Linked DNA regions of Mus musculus: regions 1, 2, 4, 5, 6 and 7 are each linked to region 3. Evidence: chromatin contacts called from public Hi-C and HiChIP or PLAC-seq data. All regions are on one chromosome and are shown on one strand. Each heading gives the region's core, a stretch centred on a gene start, on an enhancer-like site or on the middle of the called end of the contact. The rest is flanking DNA. Distances are from core to core; before and after follow the strand shown. Region 1 overlaps Maml3 (mastermind like transcriptional coactivator 3). Region 2 overlaps Maml3 (mastermind like transcriptional coactivator 3). Region 3 holds the start of Mgst2 (microsomal glutathione S-transferase 2). Region 4 overlaps Maml3 (mastermind like transcriptional coactivator 3). Region 5 holds the start of 4930577N17Rik (RIKEN cDNA 4930577N17 gene). Region 6 overlaps Maml3 (mastermind like transcriptional coactivator 3). Region 7 has its middle 35 kb from the start of Maml3.

Region 1 (2,700 bases), core at 94-2,593, 350 kb before region 3:
TGAGCTGGATGCTTTTCCTTATTATCACTGGCACAACGTCTGCTACAGGCAGGCAGGGAGACCTTCAGAGCTCATCCCAGCCTCCTCAAAATACCTCTTGAATCACAGAAGCAGCAAAGAGAAACCCAAAATCTCCCCCTACACACATACATACACACACCACATCACACACTACACACATACATACACACACCACATCACACACTACACACATACATACTCATACACACACCACACCACACCACACCACATCACACACTACACACATACATACACACACCACATCACACACTACACACATACATACTCATATACACACCACACCACACCACATCACACACTACACACATACATACACACACCACATCACACACTACACACATACATACTCATACACACACCACACCACACCACATCACACACTACACACATACATACACACACCACATCACACACTACACACATACATACTCATATACACACCACACCACACCACATCACACACTACACACATACATACACACACCACATCACACACTACACACATACATACTCATACACACACCACACCACACCACATCACACACTACACACATACATACATACACACACCACATCACACACTACACACATACATACTCATATACACACCACACCACACCACATCACACACTACACACATACATACTCATACACACACCACATCACACACACAGCCCAGGTCTTGTCTGTCTGTCTCTCTCTCTCTCTCACACACACACACACACACACAGCACAGCACACTTTACAGGATTGTCTTTCTCTTTTGCCATTTTCTACTCCAAAGGGCTAATTGTTGGCCACTATGATGGAATTTAGCACTTAGAAACAGCTACTGTGTTGATTAATTAAAAAAAAGAAAAGAAAAAGAAAAAAGAAAGAAAAAGAAAAGGAAGAAAGCCATGATTCCTACCTAGCCAATTGCCTTTTCAAGCACACCCAATTTTACTTGTCTTTTCTAGTAATACCCTAATGTGAGAATAAGACTGACTGAACTCACTGAGAGTTGTAGATTCACCCCTACCTCCCAGATAACCATCTTTCCATCCACCTCCCTTGCAGCACAGTAGAGTGTCCCTTAAAACAAAAACTATGTGTAGACCACCTAGGGTGATACAGACATGCTCATGGGACAGAGCTCGTGTCCGGTTTTTGCCTGGCTGGCTGTCTTTATCAGCCTGATGAAGCCTTGTTCTTGGGAGTACAATATGTTAAGCTAGATTGCTCTTTCTTCTCCCCTTCTGTCTCCCTTTTAAAGCATCGCACACTCCCTGGGCCAGGTGGCGTTGCTTCCTGCCTCCGCTGCTCGCTGCTCGCTGTTGCTAAGCGAGAGGCACCCGCTCGCACATGATGCTGAACCAATAGCGTCCTGACCCCCATTGGCTGGTAAAAGCCAAAGAAAGAGAATCCCACCGCGCCGCCTGTGACCGGTGGGTCCTCCTCCCCCTCCCACCTTTTCTCTTCCGACAGGAAGGGGCGGTGGCGGTGAGGGCGATGGGAGGAGGAAGGGGGAAGAAAGGATGGGGGAGGCGAATCCTACCACGTTCTGCCTTACTTGGGATAAATGCCATTTTTTTCTTCCTTTGTGAAGCAAAGGAACAGTGGCTTCCCCATGCAGATGCGCTTCTTCCCGTCCCGAAACTACCCCTGCTGTCAAAGCCCATAGTCGGAAAGAGCGGGTTGTTGACCTGCAGACCTGTGCTTTCTCTCTCTCTCTCTCTCTCTCTCTCTCTCTCTCTCTCTCTCTCTCTCTCTCTCTCTCTCTCTCTCTCTCTCTCTCGGAATAGGGCCAAGCAGTTAAGGTCCTCAGTTTTGGAGGCCCTGGGACCGTTCTGTCCTTTCTTCCTCCTCTTCACCCCTCTCCTTTCCTTTCTGTCTCACAATATCTTTTTTCCCAGAATGCAATTCATTGGAGTGTTAAAAATTAGCAGAGGGTGTTTTTACATCTTGTGAGGACACCGGCAGAACATTGGTGAGGGGGGGGGTGGTGGTGAAGGAAGCGGTATCCGTACAAAAGTCATTTTTAAAACTCCCCCATTAGGATTCTTAGTCCTTGGCAAATTCTAGTAAAGAACAAAATGGAAATGACAGGCGATCTTGACTGGCAAACTGCCAGTGTAGACAGCCAGTGGTAGGTTTGAGATTATATAGAGGAAATGACCTTTCTCCTATAATTACCTGGATATTTTGAGAAACATCGGACCCGAGTTACCTGGATAATTATAGCTTTGCAGATCTGACCTCGGGACAACACAGATTTCATGGAGAATGCTCTCTTTGGTGATGAAGGTGAGAGGCACCACTGCTTTTGCAGCCCAGGAACAAGACGCCCTCCTGTGTGCGCTGATAACTGCAAGTGTCCCCTGGCCTTTAGCAGACAGCATTAGGTTTCTTCTACCCTCTTCCTGGATTTGCCATTGGGGTGCACAGTCAAAAGGATGAAACCTGTTCCATTCCTCACTCGGGATCCCACAGAATAAAAGATCCTTCTCCCTCCCCATCTGCCTTTCCCAGCCTTTACACGGATTCTTGGTTTTTTTGTTTGAACCAGAGCTAAATGGCTTTTATAGGAGGAAGCACAGCTAAGGCTAGATTAAGCCGAAGGGATCACACGGGGAAATGTTTACAAAGGTTGAGGAACTCCAATGTTTCCCTTTTAGT
Region 2 (2,903 bases), core at 71-2,570, 410 kb before region 3:
CAAGAATTACCTATGCACTATGTCAGTTTTGTGGACTAAAAATTCTATCTTTCTCTCTCTCTCTGCTTCTCTCTCTCTCTCTTAATAACATTTATTTAGCTTGTGTGTGTGTGTGTGTGTGTGTGTGTGTGTGTGTGTGTATCCCACAGTGTGCATTTGGAAGGCAGAGGACAGCCTTCAGGAGTCAATTCCCTCTACTGTTCAGCTCCTGGGCATCAAACTCAAAGCAGTCAGTCTTGGTGGCAAGTGCCTTTACCAGCTGAGCCAAGTAGCTTTCTTCTCAAATATGAACTAATGACCTCAGATGTTGTGTGGTGTGCTTACAAAACCTGTTCTACTCCTGTGCTAACCTGAGACGATTGTAACTCTTTGGAGATCTGGCTGTAATTTAGAAACTTTTAACGTGTACCTTTGTGGGACTTGGAGGGGAAAAATTTGATTTGACCAATTTCTGTCATCTGTCAACTTAGATGTATTTTGATTTCTAAACAGAACTGTGGAAAAGACTTCTTTCTAATTGGGAATGCCTTGCTTTGTTACCTAGGAAACACCTGATTGTTTTCTTAGGGAAATATTCTGCAAATTAGACTTTTAAAGGTCTGTATTAAAAATGCGCATAAAACATAAAGCTACATTTGAAACTAGCTTTCGGCTTAAAAATTAGGTTTCTGTGTGGTCAGCAGACAAGTCAGAGAAGCATCGTCTGAAGGAAGACAATAGCCTGGGTTTAAGAAAATTCAGTGTTTGGATCATTGTCATTAGCCTCACAAATGTTTGCTTTCAGGTTGTAGTAAAGAAAATCGAAGATAATGGCTTTGCCCCTAACTCCCATTTTTCTTGTATTAAGATCTAAGACCTACCTCAGTTCACATGAGACAGAGCCCCAATTTTTGAGAACAAACTGTAGAACTTCTAAATTTGAGGAAGAAACTGACCCTTTTTAAAAAGACATATTCCAGTGAAAACCAAAGGCAGCCAGAGCCTGGACCTCTGGATGTGTCAAGGAGCCTCACCTACCTCGGGTGTCTAGCATGTCCTCGCAGGGACCTGTTGGTGGTCTGTGCAGCCACAGGGAACCTTACACGAAAGGCACCTGTGCTTGCTAAAAATCTGCTCCGAGAGTGGAAAAGCAGATCCAAAATGCTAATCCTTTGTCATTGGTCACAGTCCCTCGACACTTCTTTACCAGCTAACTGCTACTGATTCAATTTGGCCAACTGTGCTTAGCTTCCTTAAAACCTGCCGCAGTTTCGGTTGAGTAAAGCGGTGATTCATTTCCTGCCCCGTGGGGTGTCAGCCAGCTCTAATGGTTTTGTCTGCAAGAGCCCACAGCTGCCCAGGATGGCGGGAGGGAAGCAGTGGGGCTAGCGCCTGGGCTTAGAGCGGCACTTTCCCGCGGCATCGGGAAGGGATTGAACCCAGGCAGTCGATTCAGGTTGATCATTTGGTTTTGTAGAACATACGTCCTCTTGATTTCTCCTGTCCGTCAGGAGCGCAAGAGAACAAGCAAGAGAAATGTTCTCTGTGTGGGTGTCTTTCCCAGGAGAGCGCCCGAGCGACACTTCAGATCTCGTTTATGCAGCATAGCTTGATTAATTTGGCTGGTTGTTCAGAATATGTAGCCATTGTAGTACAGCTCTAGCTTGCTTTCTCTCTCTCTCTCTCTCTCTCTCTCTCTCTCTCTCTCTCTCTCTCTCTCTCTCTCTCTCTTTCTTTTTTTCGTCCCTGGTCCCTGAGACAGGATCTTACTGCGTATTTCTAGCTGTCCCTGAACTCACAGAGATCTACTTGCTTCTGCCTCCCAAATGCCACCACGCCCAGCCGCCCGAATACAGCCTTTTGTATTGTGTGAAAGTATCAGCAAAGAGAAAGAGATTTTCAGTCTTGTGTTTAACCTCTTCAGGACGGTGTTTTTATTTTCGGTTTTAAATTACACTTATTTATTTTAGGGGGCACTCACTACAGAGGTCAGAAGACAAGTTGGTTTTATCCTTGTACCATGTAGGTTGTCCTGGGAATCAAACTCAGCTCCTCCCGCTTGGCGGCAACCGCCTTTACTTGCTTAGCCATTTTGTAGTCCCATCTTGTTTGTTTCTGTGGAATCAGCTTTTCTGAATCTCAAGGAAAGAATAAAATAACAAGAAATGCTGTCAGCAAACCAGAGTGTTGCAGGTTGGATGGTTAGAGTTCAGAGTTGGCACATGTTTCTCCATCACTTTTCTTTCAAAGTAAGGTGAATCAGTACCCATTTTCTGGATTAAAATAGACACGTGAATGTGTGTCTCATTTGCATATTTTGCGGGAAAATTTGTTAGGTTCAAATGCAAAGTTCAAAAGGATGATATTTGCTTTGTTAAGAAATCAGTTTGGGGCTGGAGGGATGGCTCTGCAGTTGGAGCACTAACTGCTTCCCAGCACACAGGTGGATGTTACCAAACGTCTGATGCTGTTCTCCAGCTTTGGAGGGTCCTCATGTGCACAAGCCCTCCCCATTTCATGCACACGTTTTTAAAAGCATATTTATGTGTGTATATATATATATATATATATATATATATATACACACACACACACACACACACACACACACATATGTGCCTTTAAAGGCACATACATATATGTGAATTTTAATTTTGCAAAATAGTTATTTTACTATCCATCTAATAATGAATTGTCACACACACACATATATATATACATATATATTTACCTTTTCCAGAAATATCTCAGTTCAAAAATTGGATATATTTACATTTTGCACCTGTTTTTAGTTTCAGTCAAGGAGTATTTTGCACATGTTTAGAGTCCCAAAGAAGTGAACTTCCACACTTGTTCTTGAGTCTGAACATGAATGCCAGTGTCAGCTGAGGAGACCATTCCTCCCTCGAGCTATACTGGAGATG
Region 3 (2,907 bases), core at 124-2,623:
GCTGGCTAAACAGTATCTCTCTGTCTCTTTGTCTCCGTGTCTCTCTCTCTCTCTCTCTCTCTCTCTCCCTCTCTCTCTCTGCGATCCACCCCCAACAATTAAACTTTTTTTTTCTGCCACAAACATCATTTTTCTGGTCTCTTCTCTTCCTGTTCTCGTCTTCCATCACCATCGAACTGCCTCATGCCTGGTCCCAGCACACAGTGTCCTCAGCATGAGTCAACACACAAAAGGCTCTCTGTGGGGATAGAGTCTCTGTGGGAAGGGACATGTAGCCCTTGTCCCTGTTGCCCCCCCTTGTAACTGCAAGACCAAGGTACACTGTTTGCTTAGACCCAAATTCTCCAGGGGTTGGTAGCAAATTCCTGCTCTAGTCCACAAAAGCACAGTTTCCCTTATCCACAAAGCAGACTGGCTAGGCTAGCCACTGCGCGAGTGCGGAGACCCTGCTCTCCCACTAAACAGAGCAGTCATTTCCTCCCGGCGGTGTGCAGCCTGCACTATCCCCAGCTCTCAACCCAGGTATCTGGAAGATGCACCCCAGAAAGAATAAACAGGCATTCTTGGTAAGCAACTGTTCACTAAGCATGGAAGGAAGGTAGCATGAGTTGAGGAACTTCGCTCCTGGGCAGACAGAGTCTCCATTTATCCAGGCCGAGGTGGATGTGAAGTCATCCTAGTGGAGATATCTTGTAATATTTAGAATTCATTATGTAATCTAAACTGCATATTTCTGCAGAACTTTACCCTGGTGATCAAATCTGCCATGGGCAATTTTTCTTAAAGACAAAACAAAACGAAACAAAAATGCTTTAAATGTTTACAACCAACTTTAGAGACAGGAATAGTTTCCTGGTGAACATGCCTAACGGCTGTCTGTGCTCTCCATTTTTATGTGCTCACGGCCCTGCCTGAGACTCCTGGGGCTCCCGGCACTGAGATATGAACTGTCACCATAAATGATAGAGTCACTGGGCTCAGAGGCCCACAACATCCCAGAGAGAACATCCTCAAATTCTACCCATCTCGGGGAAGGAGTGGGCAAGCCACTCTGAGCAACTGTCTGCTGGGCACCCAGAACTACCAACAAAATGCAGGCATGAAACCTAAACACTGAAGCAATCTCTCTCTCTCTCTCTCTCTCTCTCTCTCTCTCTCTCTCTCTCTCTCACACACACACACACACACACACACACGTGTGCACACACATACACCCGTGCACACACACAGCTCCAGTGTTCTTACTTTGCTGACAGGCAGAGAGAAGAGAGACTGCAGCCAGCAGGCTTGAATCCCCGGCCATCTTTCTTTCACTCTCTGATCTCTTTCACAGAACTGTTTGTAGGAAGTCAGATGAAGAGCATAGGTGCTTTAGGACCCTGAGGGGCTGGTCTTCTCCTTTATAAAGGCAACAGAGTTGAGTCAACAGGATTGGGAAAGAAAAAAAAAGCAGGATTCAAGGTTGAGTAACAACCTTTGCACTGGAAGAGAAAACCACAGAAGCAGGCAAGGCTGGGCTGCTGGCACAGAACCATATCTGTTTCTTTCTGAACACACCCCAGACACACACCCTACACAGACACACACCCTACACAGACACACACCTTACACACACTTCCTACACAGACTCACACCCTACACAGACACACACCCTACACAGACATACAGATACACAAACACACCAGCTCGCCCTGCGGTGAGCCTTCCAGCCTCAGAGCCTGGGCTACTCTATTTTCTCTGCCTCTTCACCAGCTCTTTGGCCCTTCACTCTGCCCAAAACCTTTCTGAGATCTCTCTAATTCCTAGTGTGAAGTTCTTATGCTAATTTCATATCTATGCTAAGATGACTTGATTCACCTAGTAAATTGAAGATCTAGGATTAAGTGTTCTTGTGTACACACACACACACACACACACACACACACACACACACAAAGACTCCAGATTGACCCTCTTGAGCTGCCTACTGAGTTACTGTCTTTTTTTTTTTTTACCAAATACACACACACACCCCGATCTCTCCCAATTCCTCAACTCCAGCTCCTAAGAGACAAATTAAAAATAAATAAAAGCCTGAAGCCTACGCACCTGCTCTGCCTTATTAGTCATTTTTTGACGCTCTCTTTCACTGGGGACGTGGGGCCTCTGGTCCTCGAGCATCTGTAGTTCCTGCTCTAGGGTCCTGAGGTGTTTAACCACATCTACAGGGTGGAGCAAAGTTCAATGCAAAGGGTCTGAGAGACACCATCTGCCCTGGGGGGCTGGGCCCGAGCCTGGTGATGATGCATAGCTGTCTGGGTGGAGAAGATCATGTTTGCCCAGGAGGCCATGCCTGTCCATGCTAGATTCCTCAGGTGGCTTAAAGATGCCCTTGACCTTGTACCAACAGGGTACTAAGGCTCCCCAGTGTCAATCTTGTCATGCCCCTGTCCCCAACTCACCAGAAACCTTTTGCATCTCTTTTGAGGCAGATTAATCCTGCCATAAATAGGTACTACCTCTAGAAAGGTAGAAGATCACAGCTGGTTGTCTCCTCAGGGCTTCACTCAGGGACATTACTGACCTTCTGCAGAGACAAAATTTGTATGTGATCCTACCATGAGAATATTGCTGTGGAAGCAACAAAAGCCTACAAAACTAGGCTTTGTTTTATTTTTTAAATATATATTGTTGTATGTATATTATCTGAACCAACAGATATAACAGTGAGGCACTGAGTGGAAGGACCAGGGATAAGAAAGACCAAAGCTGGGCCAGGGAGGTCTGTACCGGCTGGTCACTTATGCCAAGCCAGTTTATTAAGAATCATGGCATGATAAAAGCCTGTCTTCAGGGAGAGTAATGGCCAAGGCCAGCAGAGAGCTAAGTCAGACAATGTCAGCAAAGAGAACACAGACTACCTCAGAC
Region 4 (2,700 bases), core at 91-2,590, 430 kb before region 3:
CAGAGCGCCTGCTTAGCATGCAGGAAGCGCTGGTCCGGTTCTGAGCACTGTATGAAACCCGCCATATTGACATACATCTCTGGTTGGCGCTTAGGAGGTACAGGCGGAAGACCAGGATTATCACTGGCTATCTGTTGAGTTCCTGTCCCTCCTGGGATATATGAGACCCTGTTTCTAAAAGAAAATATGACAAAACAACACATGAGAAGGCTGAGAACTTAAGAGCTGTTTCTTCAGAGGACCCTGGTTTAAATCCCAGGACTGACATGATGGCTCACAATCTGTATGTAACTCCAGTTTTAGGGAGTCTGATGCTGTCTTCCGGCCTCGGGCACTGCATATACTTAGTGCATATACATACATTCAGGCAAGGCACTCACACATAAAATAAAATCTAAGAGACAGAGACAGACAGAGTGAGAAATAAGAGAGGGAGGAAGAGAAAGAGGGAGGGAGGGGAGAAGGGAGAGAGCACGAGACTCCTAAAGGCAAAGACTAGATGGTTGGGCATTCCACTGTCTTTAGTTTTTCTATGGTTTTTTCCTTGGTGAACCAAATCAAGCCCTTATCCACAGTGGGGATCGTCATGATCTTGGGGGAAGAGACAGAGAGGATCTAGCTGGAATATTCTGGGAGAGCATGCCTTATTGGGAGGGGCTTTTTGACGAGTTCTGCTGAGGAAGAAAATGACTGTCAGGTGTTTATAGGCGAACCAATCTGTCTTCGCCTTTGGCGGCTCTCAGCAGCAGGGTCTCCACACAGTGACTAGAGAATTCTTTGAAGTGGGTACTCCCAGAGAAGAAAGGGATGAGCCAAAAGGTTTGGGTCTCCCTATAAATTAAACCCAGCGTCAACAGGGATCAGAGCAAGAAACTTTAAGTGTCCAGTTTTCCCTTCTGTCCACACGGTCCCTTCCACTCCCTTCCTCCGTGCCCTGTGAATAAATAGCAAGTAGGTTTGGTGTTCATTACTCTTTTGCCGTGAAGACAAAGGTGACTCATCAGGCTAAATCGGAGATGGGGGGGTGGGGGGGTGGGGAGGATACCATTTTTCTCGCCGTGTACCAAGCTAGGTTACACGGAAGTGAATTCCCAGAAAAGTCGTAAAATAGTGAAGTAATCCTAAGACAGATACGGGGTCGACAGCTACAGGCACAGGCCCCTGAAGACAGGCCTCTGTGTTGTGGCGAGACAATACTGCTGACCATATGGTCTCATGGCAGGCCGGTTGTGGAAGTCAGTGGCTGCCTTTTGTTTGGGGAACTCTCTCAGCCATGGGTCTGTGGGAGCTCTCAGTGACTTCCTGTCTCCCTGGCAGGCATGCTCTTGGCCCCGGGCCAGGCTTGCTGTACTATTGCAGTCTCAGGCCAAGCCCAGCAGCTTGCATTTGGTAAGCAGTCATTGCTCCTGACTTTGGTCACTCAGCAAACCGTTTGTCCCACAAATACACACTAGGACCTTTTTTTACACGATATCTCCGTGGCAACTATTACAAAGAGAGCATTTTTTTTTTTTACGTACAACCTAATTAATTGATAAATGTATAGAATCCTGGATACTCAGTATTCCTGGTGAAAGTGAGAGTCGTTTGTATTTTTTCAGAGCCCTTTTCAAGTTGCTTCCCTACTCCTAAGGCTCAGCTAGCTAAGACTGGCTCGGATGCTAGAGGCAGGGCTCCTGCTACAAAAAAAGAGAGAGTCGCCATCTATCCAGTTTTTACATAGGGCTAAAACAGGCCCTATGCTTAGCCTGGGTCTATTTTTTGAATGTGTGAAGCCAGCATGTGTGTGTGCATAAAAAGGCTGATTAACTCCACTTTCCTCTGAAGCCTCTCCTCTGCCACTGTGCTGACTCTTCCCAAGACCAGGGTTTCTCCGTCTCCCTGAGTCCTGGATGTCTCTGATCACTGTTGGTTAGGGCCACCCACCCTGGCTCCTTTTCTTTGCTCCCCCAAATATGGAAATGATCCCCAAAAGAACACATGGCCCTGGGAAAGGTTCTTTCAAACACAGCAGAAGGCGAGACCCAGCGAGGCTCACACTCCAGGAGGGGAGGCTGTAGCCTGGGCTATTGTGCCCGTGAGGGAGAATATTTTTATTCCAGGAACTGCATGCATGGAGGAAATGGATACCACTCACACTTTGATTGAGGAACACCAAAAAGCTCCATGTTCTTGGTCTCTAGGAAGTCTTCGTCCTTCTCTCATATGTATGTATGTATCTGTGCTTGTCTGTGTGTGTGCATGTGGAGGCCAGAGGTGGGTGTTCGGTATCACCCTCCATTGCTTTCTTCTTCCATCTTGAGGCAGGAACGTCGCTACCACTGTCTAGCCAATCAGCCTGCTCCAGGAATCACCTGCCTCCACAGAGTGCTGGGACTACAAGTGGGCTGTTACATCCACTGAGCCTTTACATGGGCACTGGGGATTTGAACTCTGGTCCTTATACTTCTGTGGCAAGGGCTTTACCCCCTAAGCCATTTCCTAGCTCCTATGAAACCTTTTGGTGTAGAACACCTATGAAGGTTGATTTGGTTATGATGTTGGGATAAATCTATTTCTTTTCCTCATGAAGAAATGTCATTTCAAGGCCAATGCTGCTGTCTCTTGTATGAATGTATGTATGTATGTATGTCCTACTAATGACTAATCGGAGATTTTTATTTACACATTGGGCTGTGCTATGGGAATTGATATATTTTT
Region 5 (2,700 bases), core at 179-2,678, 380 kb after region 3:
AATTGGCCATTATTTTCCTTTCCTGTTACAGTGTGTATTTGTAAGGCCAGTTTCAAGGTAAACGAGTTTTTTAAAAGCTGTCTGAAGATATCTTTAAGCTATGAACGAATACGTTCATTTGTCCAAGTCAAGCAAATACAAGAGAGGGCACACGAATTTCATGACCAGCAAACCCAGCGACTCCAGTCTCCCCGAGGCTGCCGGGCGGCTCTTTTCTGTTTACTAATTACCTGTCTAGTGTACTCTGACTTCTGTCGAGAAGACAGGACCAAGTCAGTTTTTGAAGTAGTTGGAGACTCCTGACTTCCTTAGTGATGCTTCTAGAATATTTTCTAGGTACAAGTTTTTTAAAGTGCAGTTCTTTCGACTGAACTGATTGTATGTTGCATAAGCGCCGGGAAGGCCAACCCAAGTTAAAAAGCCACCTCCGTGTACAGCTGCGGGACTAGGTATGAGGTCTTTTCTAGGAAGAAAAATTTGATTCATGGCTCTTTTCCAGAGGGGACATTTGCAGACTTCGCTTCCGCAGAACGTGAAGCGCGCCTCTTCCTGCCGAGGCGAGGCCCGCGTCCCCGAGGGCGGCCTGCGGCTCCCCAGCCTCAGGTGTCCGTGCGGCCGCCGGCTGCCGGCGCCCGGGACTGACTTCCTGTCTGGGCGCGGGGCGGAAGGATCGCGTTGCCAGCCGGGGCCGCCGCCGCCCCTGCCGTTAGGTGGTGGGGCTGCTGAGCCCGGCGGCGGGAGGCGGGCCGGCCGCCGCTTCCTGTCGGAGGACGCGCAAGGATCCGGGCGTCGGAGTGTGTGCGAGTGCGTGAGTGTGTGCCGCCCGCACGGCGTGTGTCTCCGGCCGCGGGTTCCGCCTTCTCCCCTGTCGCCGCCGCTCAGGGTGTAAGTCAATGTGAAGCAGCAGTTCCAGCCCCGGGATAAACATGGCGACGTCTCTGCATGAGGGACCCACGAACCAGCTGGATCTGCTCATCCGGGCCGGTAAGCACAGGGGAACTTTTCTCCCGTGCATCGGTGCAGCGGGCGAGGGGGCGCCCGGCGGGCGGGGAGCGTCCCCCGGGGCGGTCAGCGCCCCGGGTCCGGTGTCCGTCTCCGGCAGCCGGGCGGCCGCGGAGAGGGGGGAGTGAATGAAGTAATGGAGGCGACAAATCAGGAAGTGATCACCTTGGAGAGTAACCTGCCTCGGATCCGGGCTGTCGCTCCGGGGAGAGCGGCGGCGGCGGCGGCGCAGCAGCGGCAGCGGCAGGGGCCGGGCGCGGAGCCGCGGCTAAGTTGGGGAGTCGGCGCGGGCGAGTTGCGCGCTTCGCCCCAGTTGCCGGGGAACCAGGAAGTGAGCGGAGCTGTTGTCCCCGCCGCCTGCCACGCTGTCCGGCCGAGAGGGCCGCCCCTGCCCGCGGCCGGGGGCGCTGGCCGCCCGCCGCCCTCGCCTCTCACTTCCTATAGCCGCCACTTCCGCATGGACGCCGCGGCCCCCCCGGGCGCTACCCGCCAAAACGCGCCCGCCCGGCCTCCCGCCTCGTCCCTCCCGGAGCGGCGCCCGAGTAACGGTCCCGAGGCCACTTCCCGGTGCCGAGTGGGACGCCGCCGACCCGGCACCTCCCCGCCGCGGCTAACGGCGGCCGTGGGGGAACCGGGCTGCTGCCCTTCCTTCCCTCGTGGGGCGGGTGACTGAGGGTGGACGGGAAGGACACCGGGTGTATTCCGCGCAGCCGGCCCGGGGCTGCGGGACAGCGGAGGGGGACGTTTATTTTGGTCCACAGTAAGATGAAAGCGGGGAGCGGGGCGGGCGGGAGGGCGTCCTGGCCCCGGGGAAGTCTCGGCTCGGCATTGCCCCCTTTCCCCTCCCCCAAACCTCCCACCATAGCGGAAGCGCCTGGGAGAGGACAGAACGCGCGCGATTGACAGGCCCGAGGTTCCAATCTGCGCCCTGAGCTGTTCCAAATAAGAACGTTGATTTCTGGGGGCGGGACCACGGGCCCGAGCCGGGCCAATGAAGATTGGGCGGGAGTGAAGCTGACAATGTACGCATGGAATTGGAGGGAAGAGGAGTGTAAACACGGAAGTGGCCGCGGGGGTGGGGGATGTGCTGCGCCACTGCTGCAGCGGAAGGGCACGGACTTAAGTTACATAGAAAAAGCAGCTTTACTTGCTAGCAGACAGCGCAGCGAGGGCCTCGGGTCGATGTGGCACTGCTCGAACACTGTTGCTTACCGAAATTATAAGCGCATGCGGTCCCTCCTCTGGTTCTGTTTCACATCTCCATCGATGTCGGATTGGAAGATGAGAAATTGTAACCAAACGGTAGTGCTGTAAAAGATCAGAACAGTCTTTTTGCACCTATTGTTTTTAGGGATCTTGAAATTGGTAGTTTGGTGGACAAAGCAGTTCGGTTTGGAGGAAAAATTATGTTTATCTCTAAATTTAACGGAACTTTAAATATAAATAAAATCTGGACTGATAGAACTGCATGTGCTATATAACAATAACGCTGAATAGTGTGTTTTGGCTGAGGCATATTTTACACATTTCAAAAGTAGGGAAATCACAATTTATTGAGCAGCGTTTAAATGCCTTTTTGAATAGGAACTTTTACTGAAGGAGAGGAACATAATGGAACTTGGGTCCTTGTTAAAGTCAGTCCATTGATCAGTATGAATTAGTGTACAGTTTTATGTTGGGTTAGTGGTGTTTTGAGTG
Region 6 (2,700 bases), core at 100-2,599, 390 kb before region 3:
CTGTGCCCTCATCTCAGGGTGCTGGGAGCTGGATTTGAGAAATGTGAGTGAAATAAAATGCAAAAAGCTTTTGCTTTTAGAGATGGGAGATGAGGAGGGAATAGGAGCCCAGCCTGAAGGATTGGTGGACCATCAGTCTCTTTAGAAAGGTCTCTTTAGAAAGAACTCATGGTTTCCAGTTTGGGGTGTGCAGGTCTGTGGGGAGGCACTGAGATCCAAGACAGGCTCTTGCTATCACCCTGGATAACCCACAGTGGCAGAGTCATTGATTTTTGCTCTGTCAAGACAGGGGGAGCAGGAAATGCGTGGAGTGTGAAGTGGGAGGAGCTAAAGCTCTTCCCATGATTAAACTGAATCTGACGGAACCACCGCAGAAGGATGAACCCAAGGTCCGTACACTGTGAGGTCCTTTGAGGAAGAGGCAGGATCACAGGCGGAGGCAACTCTGAGATCCTTGGGTGTCAGCAGCCAAGCTGAAGAAAGGCTGCCCCCGTGTCGCAGTAGGAAGGGATTCATGCTGCTGATTGGACGGCTCTGTGTTCTTGGCTATCGGTGGCAGGCTGCCAAAGCTCCTCTAAGCTGTCACTCACGGCCGGGAGGGCCGGACTTGTGGAGCTTGCCTCTCCAGAAAGTCTTTTTGGCCTTGAGACAAAAGAAAAAGAGCAGCTTATCGCACACTTCAGGATCCAGAGAGCCAGGAATTAATGAGCTAAGACACTGACCGAGGAAGTGGGAGAAAGCAAGGAAGGAGAGGTTCAAATGGTGGTTCTGCTTAGACGATAATGATGGTGATGACGATGATTATAAATCCTTGCAAACAGACATGAAAAGGAGGAGAAAGTTAGACTCTCGGGATCCTTAGGAGCTTCATTTGGGGCCACCATTATCTGAGGAGCCAGTCTCTGTGCTCAGTTGTCCCCAGTGACAGAAAAGAGAAAGAAATCTAAGAGTTCCAGATTTATAGATTTTCTTAATAATAAGGATGACGGTAGATGAGGGAAGGACAAATGGGAGTCTGTGGCCAGCGTGGGCAGGCTGCCTCCTTGTTTTATTTTACTGGTGATTTTCCTTTGCTTTGCACAGATCAGATTTCCCGCTCTGGTATTCAACAAGGAGCACATAGCCCGAGGATAGCAATTAGCTCTCTCTGAGCCCACTCTCCTTTGCACAGCTCTCGCTGACGTGTGCAATTACTAGCACCCCGGCAGCTCTTTTCAGATCTCGGCTGTGCACAGTGGGAAGTCAGGCCCACCATCCCAGAGTCCTCTGCCCAGACTCCTCCTCACCTGGTGCACAGGGACCTTGCCTGCAAATAGAACTGACGTGCCGGGACGTCATCGGGCCTGGCAGAGCTCATTGGCAGAGAAGTTCAGAGTTTTATTTTCAACCTAGAGACAGGCGGAGATAGATCCAGCTAGAACAGGTCTCTTCCGGCTTAGGCCCTCCTCCTGTGGTTGCTGGAGTTGTGGAGGATGGAATGTCAGAGGGAGCGTGCTTCTTATAGCCTCCTGGCTCACAGACTGAAGTTGGCTCCCTACCCCTCCGGCTGGTCCGTCGTCACAGTAGTCCTACGGTGTCCTGCGGGAGCTGCCTTCCCACAGCTTTCTTCTCTGCTTCTTTTCTTTCTCTACCTTGTGTGGTCAGGGTGTGTGTGTGTGTGTGTGTGTGTGTGTATGTGTGTATTCCTCAGGTAGATCCACTTCCAAATGAAGACCCCCCCCCCACCCCCAGCTAAGTTAATTCACTTCAGCTATAAAGTTGCCTGGGTAGACAGGAATGGCTTAAAACTTTAGGAATAAAAACTATAATACAGTGCAGGAAATGTTGCCTTTGTGTGGGAGGCAGAGAAAACCAAACCCTAAGAGGCTGAGATCCACTTCCATTCACCCTTCAAGGGAGGGCATCTTTGCCAAACCTGACTCTCCACAGGAGGATTCATAAATGGTGGTTGTTGTTGTTGTTTTCTTTTCTGGTTCATCTCATACCTGGCTGTGCCTTTAAGGAATGTTTTGGGGGGAGGACAGGGCACGCTTTGAGACCTCCTTCTTATGTATCCCAGACTGGCCTGTAACTCAGGATCCTCCAGCCTCAGTCAGCCTAGTGAGGGGATCGAGGTGGCACTGTGCCAAGCCTACATGTCTTCTTTTAAAAGGCAGAGACTTGCTACCGACCTAAAATCCAAGAGACCACAAAAGCAAGCTCTGGTGTGCCCACTCAGGGCTAGCTGAGGAGGCTCCCAAGTTCCCAGGGATTTTAGGGCGGAACTAGCAAAGGGTTAAGTGCCCCTCCCCCAACCCCCATCCCGCCACTACCTGACTCCACCCCCCCCCCCTCGTTGCTTGAAAGAGCAGTGTGGCCTAAAATGAGGGTTCTCTGCTTTGGCTTCTGTCTCTCTTGCTTGTCCTGACTTAGTAATCGTTCATTGTGACCGGCTTCTGTACATTACCTTGCCTCCTGTCCACAATCGCTCCACAGCTAAATTTCTGTTGCTTTTTAATTATCGCCATCATTATTTGGAACCGACGCGATGTTTTAAGCGAGATGTTTCGTCTTCTCGGTTGCCCCAGTGAAGAGGCCCGAAAAGGACCACAGCCCAGCCGGAGTGGGCCTCCCCTTCGAGGAAGCCCCTCGGCCACTCCCACCCTGGTGGGTTGTTTGTGTCTCACCCCATCAGCCACTAGGTCTTAGTAGGCTCCTGTC
Region 7 (2,935 bases), core at 307-2,806, 480 kb before region 3:
CCATGGCAGTCCCTCCAACAGTCACAGGAGACAGCGCTCAGCATCAGCCCTTGGTGGTGCTATGCAGAAACTTGGAGACAGTGTTTTCCTCTAACCAAACCTCCTGGATGGCCATCCCTTCAATTGAGTTATTCCCTGAAGCTATCTCAAGAGAGGAACCATTTTCTTTTCAAAGCAGAGGCACATAATGAATGTAACCCAGGCTGGCCTCTGACTTGTGACCCTCCTCCTTCACTTCTTGGGTGTTGAGGTTAAACGTCTGTACCTCTCAGCCTGGCTGGAGAAGTAGTTCTGAATACCGCCCTTCTTCCTGGAGCGTCCATGTTGGGTCCACACCAACATTGTACTCTGGCCCCTCATATAGTGCAGTCTACAGGTTTTGCATTTCCACACATAAACTGGGGTCGAGCTTAGACTCTTCAGGTTTAACGTGAGTCTAACAGGGCCTTTGCAGACACTCTCTGTACACACAGGACAGATGCAGGACTGGGCAGAAGAGGCCCCACGCATCAAGCACCACCCCGAGGAGATCCAAGTGCTGATTTCTCTTGTAATCTGCAGACATCTTGGCATCACCACTTTTGCCTTTGAACTTCCTGCTGTCTTATCATACTTCCAGAAGGGCTGTCCCTTCATGGAAACCACTAGGTTCCAATATCTCCATTTTCTTCAGCGTGCCTGCCATCACCCTGCGTGGGTTTGGGGGACATGTCAGACTGCACGGAGATTTGAGAGATCTGCCAGTCTACAACAGTAGAAGGCAAAGTCACATTACAGATTAAAGTTCCTGGCAGTTCATCTCCTCCTGTGGTGACCTTTGATGATCCTCAGGAATCACATACCTCCCTTAGATGGGACTACCCACCCTTCGGCTCTCCATCACCTCCCTTCACTTCAGGCGTGAGCACCATCGCCCATGCTGGTCGCTAACTTAGGGTGCATCCCACTGGCCTCCCTCTTTTTGCTGTCTAGATGCCCACTTCCCTCAGGAGCTCTCACAACCATTCTGCCCTGTCTCTAAGCCTCTGACATTGTCTCTAAAGTCTGCGAGGATCAAAACCCAAAATGAGGTTGGGGAGACAGCAAGTAGCAATTACATATGGAGATGTTTGGCATGGAGCTAGGAGCTTCATAGACACCAGCTTTAATACTCAGCACAGTTAGGATGGGTAGGAAGCTCTTGTACTGAACTGTACACAGTGTGTGTGTTGCTCACGGTCTCACGGCTGCTTAGTAGGTAAACTGAGTGCTGTACACAGCCCCGGTCTTTCAACCTCATAGCTGCTCTGCTTTGTCCTCCCATTGTGGCCCAGACTAGGCTTTTTGCTTTGCTCAAGAGTGGGTGTGTGGAATAAATCTGTCGCTATCTCTCAGATACCCTCCGTGACTCGCTGGCCTGTTCATTGTTCTGCAGATAGATCAGCAAGGATAAACCGTGTTTCAACATAAGCGAGTGTTTGCAAAACACCTTTTCCTCCTCTGCTGGGTCTCGCTCAGAGAGAGCTAGATGCTGCCAAGACTGAGGAGCGAGTGCACATGACTCATTCACAGCCTGCCAGGCAGGCTTCGCGGTGGGACTTCACATGTCGGAGGCACGGCGGCAGCTCTGTGATCTGCTGCACAGAGAGCCGGAGGAGGCAGCCCTGCGGAGGTGACAAACTCAGAGTCCACATGCGGGTGCCTGCCTTTACCCTCCCCAAAATACTTCACTGTCATTGTGTAGATAACAGTGACCCCATGGCGAAAGATGGCTCAGAGAGGTCTATTTCTTCTTGAGTTTAACAAATAATCAAACATTGTCATGCTGTGTGTATGTATGTGTGTTCATGTGTGTAGGTACGAATGCATGTGTGTTCATGTGTGTAGGTACGAATGTGTGTGTGCTTGTGTCTATACATATGCATGCATGTCTGTGTTCATATGTGTAGGTACGAATGTGTGTGTGCTTGTGTCTATACGTATGCATGCGTGTCTGTGTTCATGTGTGTAGGTATGAATGCATGTGTGTTCATTTGTGTAGGTACGAATGTGTGTGTGCTCGTGTCTATAGGTATGCATACGTGTTTGTGTTCATGTGTGTAGGTGTGACTGTTCCTCTGTGTAGGTATGAATGTGTGCATGTGTAGAGGCCAGTCGTCAACGTTGGCTGTCTTCCTTAATCATTTCTTCATCTTTTTTTTTTTTGAGACAGAATCTCTCACTGAACTAGCTCACTGCCAGTGAGCTCCAGGAATCATCTCCTCTCTGCCTCCCTAGGGCTGAGATTACAGACCCATGCTGCTGTGGCCTGGTTCTGTGTGGGTGCTGGCCGTCTGGACGCAGGCCCGCATGCTTGCATAATAAGCACTTTACACTGATCTGCTGCCCTCCTAGATTGTTTTAATCTCAAGGGAAAGCTATAGTTGGGTTTTACAAACATTGGGTGGCAGGTTGTGGGGTGGGAGGTGAGTTGGTCGGACACTATCCGGCACACCTAGAATAGGCTTTTCTTCTTTGTTTTTTTTTCCCCCTAGTACTGGGAATAGAACCCAGGGCCTAAGCGATCACTCTGTGACTGTACTGTCTCCAGGCCAGTGACACGTTCTTATTTAGGGTCTGGTCAGAGGATAGCAGCCCAATCCTTCAGTGGCACAGACCCTTCCCCTGCACGGATGGTGATGCCTCCCCACCCATTTGGGTCTGGATCCCCTCAGCACCCCTCACACCGTCTCTCCAACCCTTATCTGTGGGTTTGTTTTTTATCAGACCCTGATTGGGAAAGCCAAGGCCAGCACCCCATGTCCTCAGGACAACGTGTCACCTCTGTTACTGTCTCAGTGACAATTTAGTAAACATCTTCTGCAAATGACAAAGTAAGTACTTGGCTTTTAGAGACAGTTTTGACCCCTCCCAAGCCCCTCCTCCTCCTGTGAGGAGATGTCCTGCATGCTGAGGA

Evidence for each region. A called contact is a pair of places that touch in the nucleus more often than the background predicts. HiChIP or PLAC-seq counts read pairs in DNA pulled down with a chosen protein or histone mark.
Region 1: a contact with region 3 is called in a Hi-C map of B cells, with 2.6 times the contacts expected there. The contact joins the enhancer-like site here to the promoter of Mgst2 in region 3. A contact is called at or near these places in 1 of 39 promoter capture datasets (neural stem cells), 3 of 15 datasets of contacts at CTCF or cohesin (the NIH/3T3 cell line, large pre-B cells and pro-B cells), 17 of 484 Hi-C or Micro-C datasets (B cells, the Ba/F3 cell line, CD4 T cells and 10 more), 7 of 115 datasets of contacts at active chromatin or transcription factors (Th17 cells, double positive thymocytes, effector CD8 T cells and 4 more) and 1 of 9 other capture datasets (macrophages).
Region 2: a FOXA1 HiChIP or PLAC-seq map of pancreatic cancer cells shows a contact between it and region 3. The contact joins the enhancer-like site here to the promoter of Mgst2 in region 3. A contact is called at or near these places in 1 of 484 Hi-C or Micro-C datasets (the Ba/F3 cell line), 6 of 115 datasets of contacts at active chromatin or transcription factors (the NIH/3T3 cell line, embryonic basal ganglia, embryonic stem cells and 3 more) and 3 of 9 other capture datasets (embryonic stem cells, liver and macrophages).
Region 4: a FOXA1 HiChIP or PLAC-seq map of pancreatic cancer cells shows a contact between it and region 3. The contact joins the enhancer-like site here to the promoter of Mgst2 in region 3. A contact is called at or near these places in 1 of 39 promoter capture datasets (neural stem cells), 2 of 15 datasets of contacts at CTCF or cohesin (large pre-B cells and pro-B cells), 4 of 484 Hi-C or Micro-C datasets (the Ba/F3 cell line, the STO cell line, erythroblasts and 1 more), 8 of 115 datasets of contacts at active chromatin or transcription factors (bone marrow-derived macrophages, differentiating embryonic stem cells, embryonic basal ganglia and 5 more) and 3 of 9 other capture datasets (adipose tissue, embryonic stem cells and macrophages).
Region 5: a contact with region 3 is called in a FOXA1 HiChIP or PLAC-seq map of pancreatic cancer cells. The contact joins the promoter of 4930577N17Rik here to the promoter of Mgst2 in region 3. A contact is called at or near these places in 2 of 484 Hi-C or Micro-C datasets (B cells and CD8 T cells) and 3 of 115 datasets of contacts at active chromatin or transcription factors (effector CD8 T cells, memory CD8 T cells and pancreatic cancer cells).
Region 6: a FOXA1 HiChIP or PLAC-seq map of pancreatic cancer cells shows a contact between it and region 3. The contact joins the enhancer-like site here to the promoter of Mgst2 in region 3. A contact is called at or near these places in 2 of 15 datasets of contacts at CTCF or cohesin (the NIH/3T3 cell line and large pre-B cells), 3 of 484 Hi-C or Micro-C datasets (the N1E-115 cell line, cortical neurons and nephron progenitors), 14 of 115 datasets of contacts at active chromatin or transcription factors (the NIH/3T3 cell line, bone marrow-derived macrophages, craniofacial prominence and 11 more) and 2 of 9 other capture datasets (liver and macrophages).
Region 7: an HNF4G HiChIP or PLAC-seq map of pancreatic cancer cells shows a contact between it and region 3. The contact joins the enhancer-like site here to the promoter of Mgst2 in region 3. A contact is called at or near these places in 1 of 15 datasets of contacts at CTCF or cohesin (the NIH/3T3 cell line), 1 of 484 Hi-C or Micro-C datasets (bone marrow-derived macrophages), 5 of 115 datasets of contacts at active chromatin or transcription factors (bone marrow-derived macrophages, embryonic basal ganglia, large pre-B cells and 2 more) and 1 of 9 other capture datasets (embryonic stem cells).

Annotation. Positions count from the first base shown.
Region 1 is chr3:52,006,509-52,009,208 of GRCm38.p6, reverse strand. The region is part of intron 1 of Maml3 (mastermind like transcriptional coactivator 3); the gene reads left to right. Among named protein-coding and RNA genes, the nearest start is that of Maml3, 97 kb to the left of the region's middle. Within about 2 kb of position 1,343, at least 184 of the 459 cell types and tissues checked have an H3K27ac peak or open chromatin away from gene starts, as enhancers often do. A contact at or near this core is called in B cells, DN3 thymocytes, Th1 cells and 11 more, where this site is marked.
Region 2 is chr3:52,068,433-52,071,335 of GRCm38.p6, reverse strand. All of the region lies in intron 1 of Maml3 (mastermind like transcriptional coactivator 3), which reads left to right. Among named protein-coding and RNA genes, the nearest start is that of Maml3, 35 kb to the left of the region's middle. Within about 2 kb of position 1,320, at least 340 of the 459 cell types and tissues checked have an H3K27ac peak or open chromatin away from gene starts, as enhancers often do. A contact at or near this core is called in the Ba/F3 cell line, the NIH/3T3 cell line, liver and 3 more, where this site is marked.
Region 3 is chr3:51,659,645-51,662,551 of GRCm38.p6, reverse strand. Mgst2 (microsomal glutathione S-transferase 2) reads right to left here and starts at 1,373. Exons shown (of 5, transcript NM_174995.3): 1 at 1,246-1,373. The coding sequence starts at 1,303.
Region 4 is chr3:52,087,166-52,089,865 of GRCm38.p6, reverse strand. The region is part of intron 1 of Maml3 (mastermind like transcriptional coactivator 3); the gene reads left to right. Among named protein-coding and RNA genes, the nearest start is that of Maml3, 16 kb to the left of the region's middle. Within about 2 kb of position 1,340, at least 349 of the 459 cell types and tissues checked have an H3K27ac peak or open chromatin away from gene starts, as enhancers often do. A contact at or near this core is called in the Ba/F3 cell line, the STO cell line, adipose tissue and 9 more, where this site is marked.
Region 5 is chr3:51,275,489-51,278,188 of GRCm38.p6, reverse strand. It overlaps 4930577N17Rik (RIKEN cDNA 4930577N17 gene), which reads right to left and starts at 1,428. Exons shown (of 1, transcript NR_073429.1): 1 at 1-1,428. All of the region lies in intron 4 of Elf2 (E74-like factor 2), which reads left to right.
Region 6 is chr3:52,044,915-52,047,614 of GRCm38.p6, reverse strand. All of the region lies in intron 1 of Maml3 (mastermind like transcriptional coactivator 3), which reads left to right. Among named protein-coding and RNA genes, the nearest start is that of Maml3, 59 kb to the left of the region's middle. Within about 2 kb of position 1,349, at least 377 of the 459 cell types and tissues checked have an H3K27ac peak or open chromatin away from gene starts, as enhancers often do. A contact at or near this core is called in the N1E-115 cell line, the NIH/3T3 cell line, bone marrow-derived macrophages and 12 more, where this site is marked.
Region 7 is chr3:52,138,977-52,141,911 of GRCm38.p6, reverse strand. No RefSeq gene overlaps it. Among named protein-coding and RNA genes, the nearest start is that of Maml3, 35 kb to the right of the region's middle. Within about 2 kb of position 1,556, at least 64 of the 459 cell types and tissues checked have an H3K27ac peak or open chromatin away from gene starts, as enhancers often do. A contact at or near this core is called in the NIH/3T3 cell line and pancreatic cancer cells, where this site is marked.